7 separate regions of the Mus musculus genome follow, and regions 2, 3, 4, 5, 6 and 7 are each linked to region 1. A link is a contact called in public HiChIP or PLAC-seq and promoter capture Hi-C data. All regions are on one chromosome and are shown on one strand. The core of a region is the stretch at or near the end of the contact, and the rest is flanking DNA. Distances in the headings are between cores, read along the strand shown.

Region 1 (2,810 bases), core at 117-2,616:
GCCTCAGCATAATACTGGGTTCTGTCCTTGGCTCTCATCTGGGGATGGTGGCAGCAATCCAGCCTCTGGGACTAGCAGATCCGGGTGCCTAAGGGGCACTCTCCGGTCTGGCTTGAATCTAGCCTTGTCCAGTGCCCATTGCACAAGCCTCGGTCCTCGCCGGCTTCAGTGTCTGGTCTGTGGGGTGGGACCTATCAGCCCTGGAGTAGAGTCTGGAAGGGTTAGATGAAAGGTTTGAAAGGGACACAAGGGAAGTCTCTAGAAACAGCAGTTACTGTCGTCGTTGTGACTCCACACTGGCGGGTAGAATCAAATGGAAAAATCTAATGGCAAAGACTGGGGAGGCCATTAAGGGGGTGGGGCTTAGTGGGGAGGCGGAGGATGGAGCTGAGCACCCAGACACCCCACTCTGACACCTCTCTTCTGCAGCAATACAAGGACCACCTCGAGGAGCTGTTGTATGTGGGGGGGGGGGGCGAGGAGGGCTGCAGAAGGGGACCTAATCCTTCCTAGTTACCCCCCCCCCATGACTCTGGGTCCAGCTCTCCCCTGCCCAGTCCCCCATTGTGCCTCTAATCGAAAGAACAATCGGCTTGCCTGGGAATCAGACCTAGATTCCTTTCCCCTGCAATGTCTTCAGGTCTCTAGGGACCTGAGCTGTCCAGAGCAGCCCCAACCCAGGCCGCAGGGCCCTGTGCTCTGCTTCTTCAGGGGCCAGTAACAGGGCCGGAAAGCAAACAGGTGACCTGATTGTTTCCCCTGTCTCCTGTAAGGGCCTCTTTCCACTACAGGACCTGAGACCCACTTGTAGAAGGATTCATAGGCTCACACAGGCAGTGACAGCCCAGGACAGCAGATCCAGGTGACTTGCTTCGCTGGGGTGTCTGAAAACCCTACCCCAGGCATCCTTTGAATAAGCCCCGCAACTCCAGTATATGTTAGCATTATCGCTTTAACTCTAGGCCACGTTGCAGAGGTGGGCTGTGCGGACCCCATTTTAGGAATTAAAGATTGAGGCTTAAGAAAACGGGGTTGACAGTCCAGGTCATGCGTCTAGCCTAACTTATGACCCTGAAGGATTTCAGAGTCAGTCTGGCTACAAGTACCCCTCTCCACCAATTGGGGCAGGTGGAGCCTCTCATCCAGGTGACCTAGAGCGAGGTTGGCTAAGGATCCCACTCCCCAGCCCGCCCCGCCCCTCCCCGGTGCACCGTGGGGGTGGGCAGCGGAGGAGGAGCCACAGGGAAGGGGAGGAGTGGTGGGAACAAAGGGAGGGGGCGCGGCCACAGGTGGGGGGGCAGGTAGGGCGAGCCAGCGCCCCCTCCCCGAGCGTCACCTTTTATGGTAAGGCGCGCGCGGGGCGGCGGGCGGAGGGAGGCTGGGGCGGGAGCAAGGGGCGGAGGCGCAGCGCCGGCGGAGGCCGGGCGTGGGGAGCGCGGCAGGTAAGCGGGTGCGGCGTGGGGGTCCTGGCTGTGCTCCCCGGGCAGGGTCAACTTCAGGTGGCCACATGGGCAACTCTCGGCCACCGTACTGAACCCAGCTCGGCGCGGTTGGGGGGCTCGGGGCGGGTACTGTGTCTTGTCCCTGTGTGTCCCAGGATCTCAGCCATTGGGGACTCTGGGAGGCTGTGCGGGGACGGCACAGGGGTCATCTCCTGGCTCTTGATTGGGACGGGTTGAGCAGGGCAGAGGCTCCCGCACAAAGAGGATAGCGTCCCGCATATGGATCGAATTATAGTCACTGCGGTGACCCGGCCAACTGTCCCGCTCTGCTGCTGTGCCAGGGAGCAGAGTTCCCGAGTTCTTTTGCCCCTCCCGGACCCTGTTTCCAGCTCCAGTCTGGAGAGGGAAAGGAGGGTCCTGGGGTCTCCTCGCCTGGCTTGGCGGGGTGTGGAAGTGGGCGATCCCCAAAGTGAGTGCAACTACTCCCCCATCTCCAGGCCAGACCTGAGGTCCCAGGGGGAGAGGCTGGGCAGCGCCCAGATTCCAGCTTTTAACAATGGAGATCACTGTCCTCCAGCCGCAGGGCTCCTTCTTCCCCCCTGGGGCTGAACGACCAGCTGGCCTCCCCAGCCACCCTCCAGGGCAGACTTCTATTCTCTTTATGAATAGAAAGCGAGCCCAGAGAGGTTGAGTGACCGCGTCAAGGTCGCCCAGTACAAAAGACCGGTAGCCTGAGGAGATCTGACTTCTGCGCCTCTTCCTTTCTCTGGTCTAGGAAAGAGGATGAGAGAGGCCCTTAGCCTTCTGAGATCGCAAGGTGTCTTGTGGGAGTGAGTGGGGGGACATTCACTCTTCCACTTTCAGCAAAGTTTAATTCTAGTCCTCAACTTAGATTGCTTATTGGTCTGTGTGAAAGAGCAATGCTTAGAAATGACTCGGAGGTGGCTTTAGAGTGCGGGCAAAGAGTTATCGAGGCCGCCAGCACATCCCCTCCCAGGGGCTGCAGCCTAAGGCCGGCCCTGGCTGGCTGGCTGGCCGGCTCTCAGCCTCCTTCCTTCCTCTTGACAGGAAATGACTTTCTTTCCCTTTGTTCCCACTTTCTCCGCTTACCCAACTGGATCTGGGTGTCTGATTTGCCCTCCGGGGGAGGAAGGATGGGGGTGGAGGGTCTGCTGGGAAGTTTTCATAGAATGCTCCCCCCAACCCCCACCCCACCCCCGCCTGGGTGAACTCAGGGTTAGTGGGACCAAAGGGAAGCGCCAGCAGGCTCTCCTTAAGGGACCTGACAGGGCTTTGAAAATCCCCAGCGCTGCTCCATCCCTGAGGTCCCCACCTCTGCATGACAACGTAAAGGGCGGGTATGGCTGC
Region 2 (2,810 bases), core at 137-2,636, 480 kb before region 1:
CTCCTGGGTGGGAAGAGGTAAGAAAAAAGAAACACATTAAGGCAGAAGGTTGGACAGTGTGCGATGCGACTCTTTTAGTTTTCCTCTCAGCTCAGCTTTGGCTGTTAAGTCCTTGGTCTCTCCCCGCTTGGAAGAGACAGACCTGCCCAGCTAGATTAGATGCGGTGTAGGGGCAGGTCTAGAGCTGAATCCCGGCATGGAAAAGTACCAGTATTCCTTGCTTCCACCTCTGGGACTCTCTGAATGACCTGCCTCGAGTCTGTCAGGGTGAAATGCAAACTATAGGCCCGGGCTGTGCCGGGTGGAGAGGTTGAGGGAGAATGTTCAGGAGGCGAGGCGGGGCGGGGCGGGGGTGGGGTCACCCAGGCCGGGTTCAGAGTAAGGACGTGAAATGTTAGCAGTTACTCTTGCGCTCCGAACCTGTTTCCAAAAATGCCCTTTTCACTTCCCAAATCACAAGCCATTTCCCAATTAATCCCTTTCTATCAGTGCAAATAAGAAGTAGCAGTGTATAGAGTGTGATTGGACTCCGGAAGTATACAGCTCGGGAAGTATGTACCCAGGAATTCCAAGTGAACTTGGCTGCAGCCAAGCTGTGCGGTTTATCCAGAAAGCGGACTTTCAATCTCTCTCTCTCTCTCTCTCTCTCTCTCTCTCTCTCTCTCTCTCTCTCACACACACACACACACACACACACACACACACACACCAGTAGGAGGCGCCTTTTAACCCCAGCCGAATCCTCTGACACCCGGCTGCCCAGGGACTTCTCAAGCCTTGAACTTCAAAGAGCTGGCTGCGCACCCACGAAGCCACCCAGGTCGAGATTCAGAGCTGGCAGGGCACATAGATCTGTGCCTGGAGTCGTGGGGTTCCCAGGCAAACTTCCAGCCAGGTGAGGCGCCACTCAGTTCAGATCACCCTCCCCGGCTCCAGGCGGAGGGAGAAGCCAGCCTGTGATTCGCTGGAAAGTTTTCTGCCAAGCTGGGAACGCGCCCCTTACGGGAACACTCCCGAGCTAGACTAGGGCTCGAAGTGGCGATCCGGAGGGCGTCCGGGACACCAGAGAGTGGGAAGCTGACCGAAAGCGTGAGCTGAGAGGCTGGGAAAACTTCCCTTCCTTCCTCCTTCCCTCCTCCGCCCATCATTGGGCTTGGCTGCCTGGAGCCGCAGGAGCGGCGGCCTGCGCGCACAAGAAGGTGAGTTTACAGCCAGGTGAGGTCGCCGAACAGGGACTCCCAGCTCCCATTATCCCTCAAGTGCCCCAGTAGACAGCCATTCCCCAGCCTCAGAGTAGGAGGTCCGGGACCCTGCACTGCGTTGCAGGGCCAGGCCCTCCAGCCTGCTCCGCCCCAGGGTCCGGGTCCCCGCCTGGTGGCGTAGGGCGCAGGGTGGGCAGGTGGGCGGTGCCTCCTGCGGGCGCCCTCGGTCCCTCCCTCCTGCTCTCGCTGCTTTGGGCCGCGCTGGCTGATCGCCACAGAGGTCCCCGGGCTGCGCGCCCTCTCCACGCTGTGCTCCCCGGCTCCGGCTCCGCGGCCCGCGATTGCCTGGGGTGGGGGTGTCGCGAAACCCCCAGCCCCGGGCCTGCGGACAGAGACCAAGCGTGGCCCTTTGCCTTCGGGGTGAGTCTGCGTCCTCGCGCCGAAAAGAGCACGGTAGGGCCCGGGTTGGGTATCCGTGCGTCCGGGAGCATCATGTCGGACATGTTCCTCAGGGGACTCCACTCCGCCCCCCCCCCCCCCCCGCACCCTCTGTAGCCGCACCCGGCTGATGTGGAGTTCTCCCGCCTCCCCGCGTCGCTCTGGCTTTGGCCTCGAGGGCCCCCTGTTGGCGGGGACAGGTTCCATCCGCTTGTGCCTGGACAGAGCACCTGGGCACTTTTGAGAGGAAAGAACTTGGATAGGGCACTGAGCCGGCCGTGGGAGCCTCTGTCCTAGTAATGTAGGGGTGGACATTGTGTATTCTTACTTCCTTCTGACTGTTACCGGATTAAGAAGCAATCGAGGGGTGGAGAGCCAGCGGTCCTCCAGGGTCCTTAGTTTCTTCGCCTGTAAAATAGGAGTGACTATAGGAGCCCGAGGAGCCCTAGGCTGAGGCTAAGTATTCGCAGACCAATGACTGTAAATTAAGTTACAGGGTGCAGGGGAGAACAAAATACCGACGACATAGTAAGTTTGCTTGTAATTGATATGAATGTTGTGGGTGCATTTGAGGAGGGAACGCCAAGTTTGATTTGGCCACTTTGAGAATTTTTTTCTCACGCACAAGGTAGGAGCAGGAGACCTGTCAGTGGGGGACCCTGCAAGGTGGTGGGTTTCTCCTCTGATGATATATGTGACCCTGAGCCAGGTCCTTGGCCAATATGGAAACTTAGAGATGAAGTCAGGAGTGGAGTGAAGGGGCAGGACCTAGGCGAGTTAAGCAGGCTTGGGGGGGGGGGGTAGGGATCCCCACCTGTCCACTTCAGGGCTTCCTCTAGTTCCTCTAGCTTTTGTTTTGAAAGCAAACTTGAAGGTTGGCTTCTTAAGAGAAGGGTCAAGAGCTTTCCCACTGAGACCTGTCATTCAAAGGTCCTTGGGGGGAGTTACTCCTTTCCAAATATCTCCCTCAGAACCAGATCAAAGGTTCCCCCAACCCAGACAGAAAGAAAAGGGTGAGCAGAGAAAAAGAGACTGGTGGCCATTCTGTTGGTCATTGGGCATCACCCAAAGCCAGCCCTGTCTAATTGGGAAATCAAGGAAGTCAGCGGTAGATATGACAAGGGCTGTGTGATGATGGTGAGCCAAGTCACCTCACCCCCTCTGAGCCTG
Region 3 (2,810 bases), core at 82-2,581, 460 kb after region 1:
GATTAAACGCGTCCCGGCGACCCCCTTAGAATTTTTAAGGGAAGTCAGATACCGGTTGTGACTCTTCAGTATAATAAGGTGTGTGTGGGAGGAGGGTGGTGGTTGTTGTCTTGTTTCCTTTTGGTTTAATTTTTGAGACAGGGGCTGTCCTAGAACTCATTCTGTAAACTCACAGAGATTCCCCTGCCTCTGCCTCCTGAGTGCTGGATTAAAGGCGAGGGCCAGCACTGCTCAGGCAGTGCCTGCTTCCTAATGCCATGCTTCTCACCATCTTCAGCTGTCTGAGTCTTTTCTTCCTGCTGCCTTAATTCTTTTCTTTCTTTTTTTTAAAGATGTTTTAATTTATTTATCTGTAAGTATACTGATACTGTAGCTGTCTTCAGACACTCCAGATCTCATTACAGATGGTTGGGAGCCATGTGGTTGCTGGGATTTGAACTCAGGACCTCTGTAAGAGCAGGCTGTGCGCTTAACTGCTGAGCCATATCTCCAGCCCAGAGATGCTTTTTTCTTTTTTCCTCTCGAGACAGGGTTTCTCTGTGTAGCCCTGGCTGTCCTGGAACTCACTTTGTAGACCGGGCTGGCCTCCAACTCAGAAATCCGCCTGCCTCTGCCTCCTGAGTGCTGGGATTAAAGGCGTGCGCCACCACGTCCGGCCAAAGATGCTTTTTAATCCTTTCTTTAAGTATAGAAATGTCTCAAGAATGTTGTAAAACAGGGCTGGTGAGATGGCTCAGTGGGTAAGAGCACCCGACTGCTCTTCCAGACTGCTCTTCCAAAGGCCTGGAGTTCAAATCCCAGCAACCACATGGTGGCTCACAACCATCCTAACGAGATCTGATTCCCTCTTCTGGAGTGTCTGAAGACAGCTACAGTGTACTTACATATAAATAAATAAATCTTAGAAAAAAAAAAAAGTATGACTGGTTACCGGGTGTGGTGGCGCACACCTTAAAAAAAAAAAAAAATGCTGTAAAACAAACATGTGACCTGTAGCTTAGAAAAACTTAGACTCACTTTTTTTCTTTTGAGATTCAATTTTTGAAAAAAAAATTAATTTTCAATCATTGCCTGCCCTTAAGAAACGATGGTTCCAAAGCACACAGTTCCCGAACTGGAGCAGGTAACGTCACTTGAACTCTCTCATTCAGTAAACCAGCGAGCGTATTGACCTCATGAAAGATGGAGGCCGATCTGACTTCCCTGCCCTCTTCCAAGATGGCAGACCAGGCGAGTGGAGGACCTGGCCGGGCGCCTCTTCCGGGCTGGGGGAGGGGGCGTGGTCCATTGAGGAAAGCCCTGCGTGCCTCCGCCCGCGACTCAGGCGCGCTTCAAGGCGCAGGCGCGGGGAGGGGTTGGGGGAGGAGGGAAAGCGGCGAGTAAGATGGAAGATGAGGAGGTCGCTGAGAGCTGGGAGGAGGCGGCAGACAGCGGGGTAAGGAGGAGCTGCCGCCCCGCGGTAGGGCTGGGCGGACCTGGCGTGAGGGAAGCCTCCGGGGAGTGGGTCTGGGGAGAGTTTTCCCCAAGGAAGGGTCTCCCACGCCGGGCCGGAGGTGGAAGAGAGGCCCCCGGTCCCGGATCGCCGTGAAGGCCTCTTAAAGGGGCCGCGTTCCATTTCTCTCTCCACCTTTGCCGGGTGCCTCTCCGCCCAGCGGTGTGCGCTTCGCTCTGGGCGCCCCACCTTCTACCCCGGGGCAACTCTCTCTGGTCCCCCGCGCCCTAGGGACCATTTTAAAGTTCTTGAGCTCCGTCTGGTGAGGGAGGGGCTCGGGTGGAGTGCCTGGCTCGGAGGAAGAGCGGGAGGAGGCCCCGAGACAGCGGGGAGCAAGCGACCATGTGTCCTCTGGGACCACTGGGCTCTGGGCCGAAATCCCCCGCCGCTGTGCGCCTTCCGCCGCGGTGAGCGAGCCTGGTTTTTTCTCTTCCTTTCCCTTTTCCTCTTTCAGTTTTAGTCCGAGTTTTCCGGGGATCTCAGCAGAGCTCCCCTAAACTCTGCAAAGCATCTGCTCTTCCCCGGGACCCACCCTAAGATCTGCGCAGTGGGAAGGATCTCGGACTACGTTCTTCTGAGTGGAGGGAAGGGAAAGGAAGAAGGGTGTGATTTGTAAGATAGCCTCATGCCTGCGAGAAGGGGAGATTACCGATCGGTATGATGCGAGTGAGAGTTTTTGCTTGCCCCCAAAAGTTACAGGAAAAGGAAAAATTATCCCAAGTAGGAACTCCTCTATTAGATTCGTGATTCTCGTGGTAATTTCAGAGTTTGAGGTTCGAAGCTAACCCTCGTGGAGACGGAAATGTCTCTTTGGTGACCATGTGTCCGCGCCTGGGCTGGGCCGGGCTGGGCCGGGCCGGGCCGGGCCGGGCTGGGCTGGGCTGGGCTGGGCTCCGCTCCGGTGACATTCACCTCAAAAGTTTATGTGTGGGGAGTCACATATACTAGGATAGAGGAGGAGTTGGGTCTGTCTTCCCCTAGCGCTTCTAACCAGCACAGCAGTGGTGTATCTTCACAGGAATGTTGAAACTTGGCCTCGAAGTTTTTTCCGCTAGTTCAGCATTTCTCGAAAGATTGGTGATGCTTTTCGACTTAGCATTAACGAGCCTTGGAAGGCCTGCTTGGTTCAGCGATTATTTAATAGAGGTTTAAGGTACATTCCCCTTGAATCAAGAAAGTGTGTGTTTGTTTGGTTTTGGTGTTTTTGAGACAAGATCTCTATATAGCCCTGGCTTTTCTGGAATTCACCAGGTAGACCAGGCTGGCCTCAAAATCACAGAGGTCTCCCTGCCTCTGCCTTCAGAGTGCTAGGATTAAA
Region 4 (2,810 bases), core at 228-2,727, 440 kb after region 1:
CAAGGTCTCGTATAGCCAAAGCCAGTCTTGAACCCATGATCCTCTGGACTTAGCCTCCAGAGGGCTGTGATTACAGGCTTGTTCCCCCCACACCTGAGAGCCAAATTTGAATTTGGTTTTAGTTAAATCTACTATTGATGGTGGCAGTGCACACGGGAGGTCAGAGGACAGTACCCTTCCTCCTCCATGAAGGCTGAGCTCAGGCTGCCAAGCTCATGTAGCAGACACCATTACTCAAGTCGCCATCACAGGCCCTGAATTTCTGTATCTAAGAAAAAACCTGATATAACTGTAACTTTAAACATAAGGCTTTGGTTGTTTAAAAAAAAAAAAAAGAACAAATCAAAAGGGAAGTTAGAAACAGTGCCTTTTTTTCTTTTTCAGACTTGGTCTCTAACCACTCCAGGCTAGCCTTGAACTTGTAACCCCTGTGTTTCAGCTTCCTGATTGCCTGTGCGACTATGTCCAGCTCTCCACATTATTCAGGCCTAGATCGTTAACAAAATTTAACTAACACTGTATTTTACTTTTTGTTTGTTTGTTTTTGTTTTTGTTTTTGTTTTTTCGAGACAGGGTTTCTCTGTGTAGCCCTGGCTGTCCTGGAACTCACTCTGTAGAACAGGCTGGCCTCGAACTCAGAAATCCGCATACCTCTGCCTCCTGAGTGCTGGGATTAAAGGTGTGTGCCACCACGCCCGGCTGTATTTTACTTTTATCTAATAAATTCCAACTGATTATATCAATAAAACTTTCCTACAGTCAAATCACAGAGTTTCATAAATTAACTCCACAGAGCTTGGTATCAGATTCTCACATATTAGTTGAATGCCCCTGGAGAAGAGGAATGCACCCCACCCCCAGAGCGCCCACGCTGGTGCGTGCGTTTTGGTGCAATTAAGGGAAGCAGCTTCCTCTTCTGAGGCAGCCCTGTGTCCATCAAGGCCCAGCCTTACAAACTCTTAACTCACTGTGCTCTCTACAACAGTTCTGCAGTGAAACGCTCTCTCCTAACAGTTCCTAGAGCTGCATCTGTGAACCCTCATTCAAGTGGTTTCTGCTACTGCACAGGCAACAGGAGCACAAAGGACAGAAAAACATCAGAACTTCTGCATTTGGCAACAGTTATCCTTAAATATGTAAACTGGGGGGAGGGGGTGGCTTGACTGAGCAAGGTAATTTTCAGACATCTTTCCACTGAAAAAAAGTCATATACACATAGCACACATGCAGAGGTGGCTTCATGTACCTTCTTTGCAATAATAAAACCCTGCAAAACTGAGGTGGCTATGACAGGGCCCCACGGCTTTGGTTGCCCTCGCCTAAAACACACTACAGTAGCTCAGCTGGCCTCAACTACCTCCTTAGATCCGTACATAAAATAAACTGACACTAGGTGGCCGTCAGTGGCCGTCAGACATCTCAAGCACTCCTTCCACAATGAACTTCAGCTTTGCAAGCACTGAATCAATGAACCTTTAACCTTTGCTAATCTCCACTGGGTGTCACCAGGAAGCCTGCTCGTTGTAAAAGCTCTGTCTAAGACACTAACAGTTACTTATCAATATCGATATTCTGCCTTCTCGTAGTATTGAGGAACACACCCACAGCAAGCACTCCACCAGCCGAGTGTGCTCCCGGCCTCTATTTTAAAGCTATTCTGTTGTTTTATTTACGTGCACAAGTGTTTTGCCTGCATGTAACCATGTGTGCCACATGTGTACCTGGTGCCTGTGGAGATGAGAGTATCAGATCCCCTGGGACTGGAGTTACAGACGGCAGTGAGCCCCATGTAAGCTCTGGGAACAAAACCCAGGCCCTCTGCAAGAGTAACCAGTGCTCTTAACTGCTGAGCCACCTCCCCAGGCCCAGTGTTTTGTTTTTTAAGGCAGGAAGGTAATATGTAGCTGAGGCTGGCCACAAATTTACATTGATCTGCATGTCTCTGCCTCACAAGTGCTGGGATTAGTGGCATGTACTACCATGCCTGGCTAGGAACAAAGTCCTTACTGATGAAGTTAATGATACAGACTAGTTGTAGCGTACAACCTTGAAATGCTGAATGCTAAGGATTCCAGTGTGAGTGTGATAATCGTGAAATGTATAATTGGCCTTTCTTCTGTTTCCTGGCATACAACTTCTAAAAACAGGAGAATTTCCAAAGTAGAATCTTTCTGTACTAATAGTTAACTGACAACTGGCAGCCCTAGGAGCTTCAGGATTAGGACTGACCACGAGAAAGATTAAAGCATGATTAAAGAGTCAGACTATCAGGCCAACCCTCCAATTGCTAACTTGATCACCAATAGCCAATGATTTGATCAATCAAACTCAAAAAAGCACTAAGCACTGAGCGTGGTGGTTCACACCTTTAATCCCAGCACTTGGGAGGCAGAGGCAGGTGAACTTCTGAGTTCCAGGCCAGCCTGGTCTACAGACTGAGTTCCAGGACAGCCAGGGCTACACAGAGAAACCCTGTCTTGAAAAACAAAAGAAAACAAAACAAAAGGCACTAAGCATGGTGTACAAACCTGTAACCCCAGTTCTTAGGAGGCTGAGGCAGGAGGATCAGGAACTCAAAGCCATGCTTACCTACAAAACAGAGTTTAAGGCCATCCTGGGCCACATAATATTCTGCCTAAGACACACAGAAACACACCAAGAACTCTGGGTCTGGGGAGACTGCAGGCGGCTACTGTGAATGTAGAACATCTTGAGGTGTGCCCGAAGGGCATGGAGGCTCACTGCAGGCACCCCCATTTATCCACAGCCTGCAGTGTGTGAGTGTGTGTGCCTGTGTGGCTTGTGCATGT
Region 5 (2,810 bases), core at 192-2,691, 390 kb after region 1:
GGTGGCGCACACCTTTAATCCCAGCACTTGGGAGGCAGAGGCAGGTGGATTTCTGAGTTCCAGGCCAGCCTGGTCTACTGAGTGAGTTCCAGGACAGCCAGGGCTATACAGAAAAACCCTGTTTCGGAAAAAAATTAAATTAATTAAAAAAATATATATATATATTACAATTTCTTCTTTAATAGGGAAATATAAGCAAAAATATTTACAGCTACTACAAATAAATCCCCAAACCAACTCATTGGGATCTTTATGAGTTCTTAAAACTGCACAGCAGGAGCTGGAGAGATGGCTCAGCACAGGCTGCTCTTCCAGAGTTCAATTCTCAGCACCTACATGGATGGTGTCTCACACTGTTTCCTCTTCTGGTCTGCAGACATTCATGCAGACAGAGCCCTCATATACATAAAATAAATAAATAGAAAGTTGAATAGGCAGGACATGGTGTGGTGATGCGTGACTTTGATCCCAGCACTTAGAAGATAGAGGCCAGGTGGATCTCTGTGAGTTTGAGGTCAGCCTGGTCTACATAACCAGTACTGGATACACAACAATGAATACTGGCAACATAGTGAAACGCTTTCTGAAACAAGGTTGCAAGGTTGCTGTGCAAAGTGCCCAGCAGAGGGCATGACCCCAAGTGAGGGCTCAGTCAACAGCATCTCTGGTGACAGTTGCTGTTGGCAGGCATGGGCTGTTTCCAGGTTCCTGGCTCTGTTGGTGGAATTAGCTTTAAGGAGATTTGGGGAAGGGGGCCTGAGACTAGAGGCTAGAGGCGGCACCCAGGAGACCTCGATGGTCAGAAGTGCTGTGGGGCAGGTTCCACAGATCTGTTCCTGCCGCCCCAGGGAGTGTCAAGAGTGTACTAGTGGCACGTGGTGAGGTCTGGGGGACGGGGGTGGGGTGAGGTGGGGTGCCGCTTACCAAACTCCCGCCGGCGATTCTTGCGCAGGATGCAGGCTAAGTACTCCTTACCCTCGACCGTCTCATGCCAGTCTGGGACAATCACCGAACCGTGCATGGGAGGTCTGGCCATGCTTGAGTACGCCAGTAAGGTAAGGATGTGTCCGAATACTGGGAGTAGAAGTGGAGAGAGGGCCAACCATTATCGCAAGGCGACTCCGAGGTCCTTAATCTCTCTCTGGCTTTCCTTTGGAACCTGGATCCCCATCCCGAAGGTGCATTTCTATAGCCCCATCCTTCTACATTGCTCTCTGGGGAACTAACCCATCCTTGTCCTGGGAAGGTATTTCCACAAGTCCCCTCTGCCTTATCTCCTTCCGAGCCCCACTTCGCCTCTACCCCCTCAATTCCGACTCCCGGGACCACCAACCTTCACAGTCCCCGCCAGCAGGGTGACGATTTAAAAGCCCGCCCTTCTTTTCTGTCCTGCCAGCAGAGCCTGCTTCCGTCAGGTCAAGACGCTGACCACGAAGCGCATGCGCAGAAATGTTGCCATGGCGACGCAGGCGGAGGCGGGGCTCCTGAATTCCGGCGGGTCTTTGTAGGTTTTGCAAGGTCTGCAGCTCCTTCCCTAAGCAGGATCTTTCTTATTCGACTTTACCAATGTGAGCTCATATTTTCCTATCAAACATGATCATCTCCCCCAGAAAGGAGGCTTCATCAGTTTTCTGAGCCTCTTAAGTTTCCTTTTCTACAAAATGGATATTATTTCCTTTCTTTTTTTTCTTTCCCTTTCTCCTCCTCTTCTTCTACCTCCTCCTCTTCCTCCTCCTCTTCCTGCTCCTCCTCCTCTCTTTTCTCATCCCTCTCCTCCTCCTCCTCCTCCTCCTCCTCCTTCTCCTCCTCTTCCTCCTCCTCGAGACAGGGTTTCTCTGTATAGTAGCCTTTACTGTCCTTAAACACTCTCTGTAGATCAGGCTATCCTTGAATTCACAGAAACTCCCCTGCCTCTTAGTGCTGGGATTAAAGGCATGTGCTACCATGTCTGGCCATTTATTTATTTACCTTCACAGGGTTCTTTACAACCATGCTGGGCAGCAAAGCTCAGCAGGTTTAGTTCTTACGCTCCTGTTATTAACATCACAGCTCCATCAACCCTGCCCAGCAGGTCCAGAGTCAAATACCTCTGGATTGAGGCTTCAAGGGGCTTTGTAAGAGGTCTGAATAAAGAGCCATTTGTCTACTAATTGATTTATTCATTCTTGTCATTCAACAATGACCAAGCCCCAACTGTGTGCCCAGCATCTGGTTGGTGCTGGGAAGCAAGGGTGAGCCAGAAGTCCTGCCCTCGGACTGGATGCTCCGGCCCGGACCTGTGAGCAACCCCAAAGATGGCAGCTCAGGAAATGCCTGTGAGCTGCACAAGATGAGCGGGTGTTTGAGACACTCTGAGTGACGTCTGTCATCTTCACCAGCATCTCGAGCAGCGTCTTCAAGGAGGGCCAGCCACTGCTTTGCAAGGAATGAGTTAAGTAGACTCCGTGAGGGCCGCTTGCCCTGGAGTCTGTGGACACTCATCTCTATATAAACAGCTTCATGTCTTTGCTACTCCAGATGAGGTAGCTGGAACACACCTCGTCAGTGGAAAAACAGACTCAGAAGCCTGGGTTACCTGACTCTAAAAACATGTTATCTATCCGGCCAGACTGGGTTCTGGGTTTTCAAGACTTCACCCTCGGCACCTAGGAGTGCTAGTGAAGTCAATAGCAGCAAGGAGGTCACAGACCCACGGAGGCAGACGGAGGTGGGCAAGGGAGGAGGGTGCAAGAGAGGGTGCTTCGGTCCCTGCCTTACGAGGCAGCAAGGCTGTGCAAGAGGAAACCATTTCTACTGGAGTCTGTGGCTGG
Region 6 (2,810 bases), core at 187-2,686, 360 kb after region 1:
CGGCTCGGAGGCAGCTCCACGAAGGACAGGCTCTCCTGCTGGCACACAGCTACTGGGCGACGGGCGGTGCCAGGTGGTCCAGCCAAGTGAGGCTGGAGGGTTGCAGGTGGCCCACAGTCCATTCCTTCTTTACTCTGTCACCCTCCTGGGCCTGCAGGAGAGAAGGTGTCAGACCCAGATATAGTACGACAGGGAGGGACAGTGAGCCACCATGTCCTGGAGGCCCGCACAGACCCTCATGCACACATGTGCACAGGACACAGATACACTCACATGTCTGTTTAATAAACGCCAGTAGGAATCACCAGCACTTAGCAGATGAGGAAGCACCCACATAGCATCTCATTTAATCTCCATCGACTGACTTAAGGAACTGACGCCTGTAGGTGAGAGAGCCAAATGGCAGAGCCAGGATTCTCACACAGGTGTCACGGCTTCCAAAGCTGCGTTCTTAGCCACCTAGGAAATTCTCTCACATGTGGACATGTGACCAGACATACAGATAACATACACTGTCACACGAATTCATGCTCCAGCACACAGACCCACATTTTCTTCTGGCAAACATAGTTTCACAGATAACTTGAAACATGTCAAACTCCAGTACCCGGTATACAGTCACCAGTCACATCCTTTTTGTTTTTTTTGGTTTGGTTTAGTTTGTTACACAAGCTTAGATTTTTCTCTTACTCTCTCTCTCTCTCTCTCTCTCTCTCGCTCTCTCTCTCTCTCTCTCTCACACACACACACACACACACACACACACAAGTTCCAGGCATGTACGCACATTCCAGGATGCAGATACACACAGCCCCCAATGTCTCATTCTGAAGTTATCCAACCCCTTCCATACCCAGACTTGAGGCCCTTCACGCTGAGTGATGCCTACAGCCTTGCCAAGCTGGCTGGGAGGGTCACAGACTGGCAGGAGGGCCACCACCCAGATTAGTCCCTCCCAGGAAAGAGCAGAGAGATGCCCAATCCCCAGTTTGGGGTGACTGAGGGGTTTATCCCCATTCCAGCTCCCAGACACTGGATCAAGCCAGGCAGAATGGGCCGTTTCTGGGCAGGACGCCATCCCTGGGCAGTGTGCCAGCACCCCAGGGCGGGATGGTGAGCCCAGTGGTCCAAGACCCTCAAACCTCTGCCCTGGGCCCTCTGTGGCCTCTCTCTTGCCCCTCACCTCTTCAGCTGAAGCTGCTGCCGCCTGCCTGCTCCGGCAGGGAAGCCCTGTCTCTGCCCAGCTGGCTGGGGGAGATCCCACCCAGACAAAGAGTTTGATTCATCAAACCCTGTGGTGAGGCAAAGAGAGGGAGGGAGCAGGCAGCGGGCTGGGGCTGGGCGGGGGCCTACACTTGCCTGGTTGCGCTGTGGGCAGTCTGGGCAGCGAGGACCCCTGCAGAGGCCCCTTGGCCAAAGGGGCAGTGCCCAGTCTGGCAGAAATAAGAGGGAGACCCAGAGAAATGGCGGCCTTAGAGACAACAGCTCAGGAACTGGCTCTGGAGACTCTGAAGAAGAGAAACCACAGAGGGTGAGACCCTTGAGGCCCCGGGGACAGGCTGAGGCTGAGACACCTCAAATCTCAGACTGGTCCAGATTCCCAGGCAGATGAGAAGTCCCGAAAACAAACAAACAAACAAACACAGGGAGACTGACTGGGGTGAAGAAATAATAGCTCAGTGGGGTTGCCTGGTGGAAGAGCCGAAACAAAAGCTGTTAGAATCTGAGTTGGCATGAAGCAAACCACAGGCACTAACACAGAAGGGGGCTGGGCCCAGTCCAGTCTCAGTATGCCAGGAAGGCTTCCTGGAGGAGATCCCAGCTTACTGTTGCAAGGTTCAAACCCTCAAGGACTCAGTACAAAAAGATGGAGCATTGACCCCAGGCCGGAACCAGCAACATCAGGGTGCGTCTGGTATATGAGAGTTGGGGCTCCCCACTGTACCCCAGCTTCTTCTCTCAGTTTGGGGGGGATTGAGGGAGAGGCTGGCTGTTTCTCAGGGGCTCTCTCCCAAAAAACTGCTGTACCTCACTCCCTTGTTTAGCCCTTGTCCCTTAGGTCTATAAGTACTAATCTGGGTAGCTCACTCAACCTAAAGTAGGAGAGTTGGTACCCACTTCCTGATGCTAATACAAGAATTAACAGCAATGCCTCAGGTACAGGGCACTGTGAGCCTTGTCTCTGGTAGGCGGTCCCCTGAGTGTCATCTCACTTTTTGGTGGAGGATGCCTTGGGCCAGCAGCCAGTAGTAGGAGCAAGCAGAAGGGGGGCAGAGTCAGCTCCTGTCCAGCACACAGGTCTCTTTTAGGTGTAAGTGCATACTCGGGCCTAGAATCCCCCCTCCACGCCCCCCGGAGAACAACTCCTGTCCACCATGATTTATGAAGTTAAATAAGCAAAACATCAGATCTTAAGGCAGAAGCATCTTCAGACCTCAGAGGAGAAGGCTGAAGGAGGAGCTAAGGGCTTTCAGGAAGACAGGATAAAGAGATGTGTCAGGGGTGGGCAAGCTGGTCTGCTTCCACAGTGCTCAGGCCTGGAAAGGTCATGGCTAGACAGGGGTTCCAAGCCAAGCAGAGTGTCAGGAAGAGGACATGGGAGTTGCCTGTCAAGCTGGGGCGCCAGCCCAGTAGCTTCTCAGGATGCAGACCACCCAACGCTGATGTTAGTGATTTAGGTCCAGAGCTGGGTTTAATACTGGGTAGCACTTCTCTGATGATAATATAAAAATGAAAGTCTCAGGGACTTCAGGTGGCTGGGTACCCAGATGTGACCCCAGGACACACTAGAGCTCTTGAAGCAAGGATCC
Region 7 (2,810 bases), core at 208-2,707, 320 kb after region 1:
CTCTGTGAAGCAAGCTAGGCTCTCCAGCCCCTAGAAGAACTGCCTGCCCAGCCGAGGGAAGGGACCACAGCCTCCATTCACCATTCATTGCTAAGCCTGGATCCGGGGGAGCCTTTGTGGCAGGAACAAAACCTGAGGATCAGCTGTTATCTGAGAGGCCCCTCCCGGAAGCCTGAGAGGTGCGCTGTGCCCCTCCTGGGCCCTGCAGTAGAGAGCCATGCCCTGGACGCTCCCTACTCCCCTGGGTGTGAGGCTGGGGGCGGGGAGGGGGGGAAGGGGGCGGACAGAGAGTAAAGTAGAATTCTGATTCCAATTTCATCCTCAGAAGACTGGGTCGTGGCTTGATCCTATTATCAAATTTGAGGCTCACAAACTGTACCCCAAGTCAGATCCTGCCACCATCCTGAGTAAGACAATTTAAAAAGGAGAGCGGGCTGGCTCCGGTGGACACACCTTTCATCCCAGCACTTGGGAGGCAGAGGCAAATGGATATCTCTGAGTTCGAGGCCAGCCTGGTCTACAAAGTGAGTCCAGGACACAGAGAAAACTTGTCTCACAAAAACAAATAGACAAAAAAAAAAATAGAAAGCAGAAAAAGATTTCTTGAGTGTGGTCACATTGGGAGTAGGGACAGAGAGTTCACAAACTTCCCACTCTTGGGTCGGCTCTGAAGTGAGACTAATGGTTAAATGGAGAGCTGAGGATGTGTACATCTAGGCAGCCTGGGTCAAGGCGCGGTCCCATACCCACCCACCCATTGTTGTCTGGGCTTTCAGCCTCAGCAGTAGGGTGGTCCAACAAGCTATGTGGATTCTCCCATCAGGGGACAAATTCCCTCCCAGAAGGGTAGGGCCTTTCCCTTCTCCCATTTTGAGATTCCTGGGGAAATTCCAATTTATGAAGTTGCTAATTATTTGGGCTGCACTGTTTCCTTGGCCTGATAGTCACCTTGAAAGACAAGGTCATCCCTTTAGAATGTCATCTTTTCTGCCAGATCTGTTTTAATGAGAAGTCTCTGTCTCATTGTTCACTAAAGGAGGACATGGCAGGCCCAAGCACACACACACACACACACACACACACACACACACACACACACACACAATGCAACAAAAGGAGACAGGGTAGTGGGTACCACCAGCAGGTTGAGGATTCTCAGAGGTTTCAATGTATAGAACTCAGACCATAGCAAAGGCTGGGTCTGAATGCAGAATATGCACGTGTGCCCTTGTGTGCACACTTGAGCAGAACCCGTGACTGCTTAGAGTGAACCTGCTCCCCTCCCCCACCCTCTGGGAACACCTTCATAACGTCCTCACTTCTAACCAAGGGCCCTATATTACAGGACTGAAGACTGTGTCCCTAGGGAGAAAGGGAAGCCCCGCCTGCTGGGGCTCTCCAGACCCTGCGGATCAGACTGCACATTAAAGCTGCGAGTCAGCCCGTGTCTCTCCGAGGCTTTGGGCTACAGTTTTTGCCTGGCTTGAGCCCCAGGCATTCTAGGAGCCAGATTCTCCCAGCTAAGAGTGATGAACAACTCAGCTGTAGACCACCCCTGGGGGCATCTGAGAGCATCAGGGTGTGTGTGTGTGTGTGTGTGTGTGTGTGTGTGTGTGTGTGTGTGTGTGTGTGTTAGTGTGGTGTGTCTTTTCAGGAGCCCTCAGCTCTGAGCCAGGATCCAGGGACAAGGTCCCCAAGTGGAGGAGGTTAAGGCAGACAGCCATGACTTCATTTCTAGGCAAGGGGACTGGAGCCCCAAGGTCACACTCCTGGGCTACCGCCAGCCAGCAAGGACAGAGACTTTAGGACTAGCTTATTTAACAAACGAGTGTGGACGCATATGGAGGTTTTTCCGACCCCCACCCCATCCCTGGCTCTCTCTCTCTCTCTCTCTCTCTCTCTCTCTCACACACACACACACACACACACACACACACACACACACACACACACACACACACACACACACAGTCCTTCTCTACTGACCTTCTGGGTCTCCCTTTCTTTGTCTGTCCCTTCTCTCACTATCCTGTTTTGTGGAGGCAACAACTTCCCCAGCGTGGGCGACTCTGGTGTGGCTCAGGCCTCAGCCCTAGTAGAGAAGCCTGCCCCTCGCTGGAAGGTCTGTCTGAGAAGCTGAGACCCCTAGCTCCTGCTTCCACATCGAGTCTCCTCCAAGTCTCTTGTCTACACTCTGAGTGTCTAGGATGTAGTTCCGAAGTGGGAAATAAGTTTTAAAACACACAGCCGGGTGTGGTGGCGCACATCTTTAATCCCTGCACTTGGGAGGCAGAGGCAGGTGGATTTCTGAGTTCGAGGCCAGCCTGGTCTACAAAGTGAGTTCCAGGACAGCCAGAGCTATACAGAGAAACCCTGTCTCAAAAAACCAAAAAAAAAAAAAAAAGTTTTAAAACACAGTGGAGCGCTTGTCTATCTCAGAGGAAGGGAGGCCTTGAGGTTCATCCTCAGAATTAAGCAAACACAGTGACTGGGGTGGTAGGTGGGTCCCATGCTGCAATCAGAGGAGACCAGGGAGCCCGCGGCTGCCTAAGGAAGCATGGAAGTGTGGGGCAAAATCAGGCAGAAGAGGAAGGGCATCTCCTTGCCCAGGTGCTGTTTGTATTTTGATGTTAATGCTGCTTCCTCCAGAGGGGCTGCCTAGACAGGGAGTGGATCACGTACTTGGGTGATTTCAAAGGACCCTTCTCCCCATTTAACTAATAAAGGCCACATCTGTGATCGGGCAGTGGAAGGGAAAGGTGGGGCTGGAGATTTTAGAGAGGGAGAAGAGAGGACGAAGGAGAGGCAGC

What was found. Promoter capture Hi-C pulls out the DNA fragments that hold promoters and counts their contacts. HiChIP or PLAC-seq counts read pairs in DNA pulled down with a chosen protein or histone mark.
Region 2: a contact with region 1 is called in a FOXA1 HiChIP or PLAC-seq map of pancreatic cancer cells. The contact joins the promoter of Tmem51os1 here to the promoter of Fblim1 in region 1. A contact is called at or near these places in 3 of 484 Hi-C or Micro-C datasets (all in embryonic stem cells) and 6 of 115 datasets of contacts at active chromatin or transcription factors (bone marrow-derived macrophages, embryonic stem cells and pancreatic cancer cells).
Region 3: an H3K4me3 HiChIP or PLAC-seq map of embryonic stem cells shows a contact between it and region 1, with 9 times the contacts expected there. The contact joins the promoter of Szrd1 here to the promoter of Fblim1 in region 1. A contact is called at or near these places in 2 of 484 Hi-C or Micro-C datasets (both in embryonic stem cells), 5 of 115 datasets of contacts at active chromatin or transcription factors (astrocytes, bone marrow-derived macrophages, embryonic stem cells and 1 more) and 1 of 9 other capture datasets (adipose tissue).
Region 4: a promoter capture Hi-C map of liver shows a contact between it and region 1, with 2.3 times the contacts expected there. The contact joins the enhancer-like site here to the promoter of Fblim1 in region 1. A contact is called at or near these places in 2 of 39 promoter capture datasets (cranial neural crest and liver), 3 of 484 Hi-C or Micro-C datasets (cortical neurons and embryonic stem cells), 7 of 115 datasets of contacts at active chromatin or transcription factors (embryonic hindbrain, embryonic stem cells, pancreatic cancer cells and 1 more) and 1 of 9 other capture datasets (adipose tissue).
Region 5: an H3K4me3 HiChIP or PLAC-seq map of neural tube shows a contact between it and region 1, with 4 times the contacts expected there. The contact joins the promoter of Cplane2 here to the promoter of Fblim1 in region 1. A contact is called at or near these places in 3 of 115 datasets of contacts at active chromatin or transcription factors (embryonic hindbrain, embryonic midbrain and neural tube) and 2 of 9 other capture datasets (adipose tissue and embryonic stem cells).
Region 6: an H3K4me3 HiChIP or PLAC-seq map of embryonic stem cells shows a contact between it and region 1, with 7 times the contacts expected there. The contact joins the promoter of C630004L07Rik here to the promoter of Fblim1 in region 1. A contact is called at or near these places in 1 of 39 promoter capture datasets (embryonic stem cells), 4 of 484 Hi-C or Micro-C datasets (the G1E-ER4 cell line, cortical neurons and embryonic stem cells), 5 of 115 datasets of contacts at active chromatin or transcription factors (embryonic midbrain, embryonic stem cells, kidney and 1 more) and 4 of 9 other capture datasets (adipose tissue, embryonic stem cells, liver and 1 more).
Region 7: an H3K4me3 HiChIP or PLAC-seq map of embryonic stem cells shows a contact between it and region 1, with 9 times the contacts expected there. The contact joins the enhancer-like site here to the promoter of Fblim1 in region 1. A contact is called at or near these places in 1 of 39 promoter capture datasets (neural stem cells), 8 of 484 Hi-C or Micro-C datasets (the G1E-ER4 cell line, bone marrow-derived macrophages, cerebellum and 3 more), 9 of 115 datasets of contacts at active chromatin or transcription factors (acute myeloid leukemia, embryonic stem cells, epiblast stem cells and 2 more) and 3 of 9 other capture datasets (adipose tissue, liver and pancreatic islet).

The regions. Positions count from the first base shown.
Region 1 is chr4:141,598,480-141,601,289 of GRCm38.p6, reverse strand. It overlaps Fblim1 (filamin binding LIM protein 1), which reads left to right and starts at 1,366. Exons shown (of 9, transcript NM_001163256.1): 1 at 1,366-1,442.
Region 2 is chr4:142,082,874-142,085,683 of GRCm38.p6, reverse strand. Tmem51os1 (Tmem51 opposite strand 1) reads right to left here and starts at 1,386. Exons shown (of 5, transcript NR_027137.1): 1 at 710-1,386; 2 at 1-3. Tmem51 (transmembrane protein 51) reads left to right here and starts at 1,380. Exons shown (of 3, transcript NM_145402.3): 1 at 1,380-1,622.
Region 3 is chr4:141,138,317-141,141,126 of GRCm38.p6, reverse strand. It overlaps Szrd1 (SUZ RNA binding domain containing 1), which reads left to right and starts at 1,331. Exons shown (of 4, transcript NM_001025608.2): 1 at 1,331-1,435. The coding sequence starts at 1,385.
Region 4 is chr4:141,157,983-141,160,792 of GRCm38.p6, reverse strand. The region is part of intron 1 of Fbxo42 (F-box protein 42); the gene reads right to left. Among named protein-coding and RNA genes, the nearest start is that of Fbxo42, 11 kb to the right of the region's middle. Within about 2 kb of position 1,477, at least 59 of the 459 cell types and tissues checked have an H3K27ac peak or open chromatin away from gene starts, as enhancers often do. A contact at or near this core is called in adipose tissue and liver, where this site is marked.
Region 5 is chr4:141,212,587-141,215,396 of GRCm38.p6, reverse strand. Cplane2 (ciliogenesis and planar polarity effector 2) reads right to left here and starts at 1,441. Exons shown (of 6, transcript NM_001081174.2): 1 at 1,334-1,441; 2 at 925-1,074. The coding sequence starts at 1,036.
Region 6 is chr4:141,243,516-141,246,325 of GRCm38.p6, reverse strand. It overlaps C630004L07Rik (RIKEN cDNA C630004L07 gene), which reads left to right and starts at 1,436. Exons shown (of 2, transcript NR_165245.1): 1 at 1,436-1,531. Arhgef19 (Rho guanine nucleotide exchange factor (GEF) 19) reads right to left here. Exons shown (of 18, transcript NM_001379647.1): 3 at 1,360-1,508; 4 at 1-151. The coding sequence starts at 122.
Region 7 is chr4:141,282,683-141,285,492 of GRCm38.p6, reverse strand. No RefSeq gene overlaps it. Among named protein-coding and RNA genes, the nearest start is that of Gm13056, 5.6 kb to the right of the region's middle. Within about 2 kb of position 1,457, at least 27 of the 459 cell types and tissues checked have an H3K27ac peak or open chromatin away from gene starts, as enhancers often do. A contact at or near this core is called in embryonic stem cells and epiblast stem cells, where this site is marked.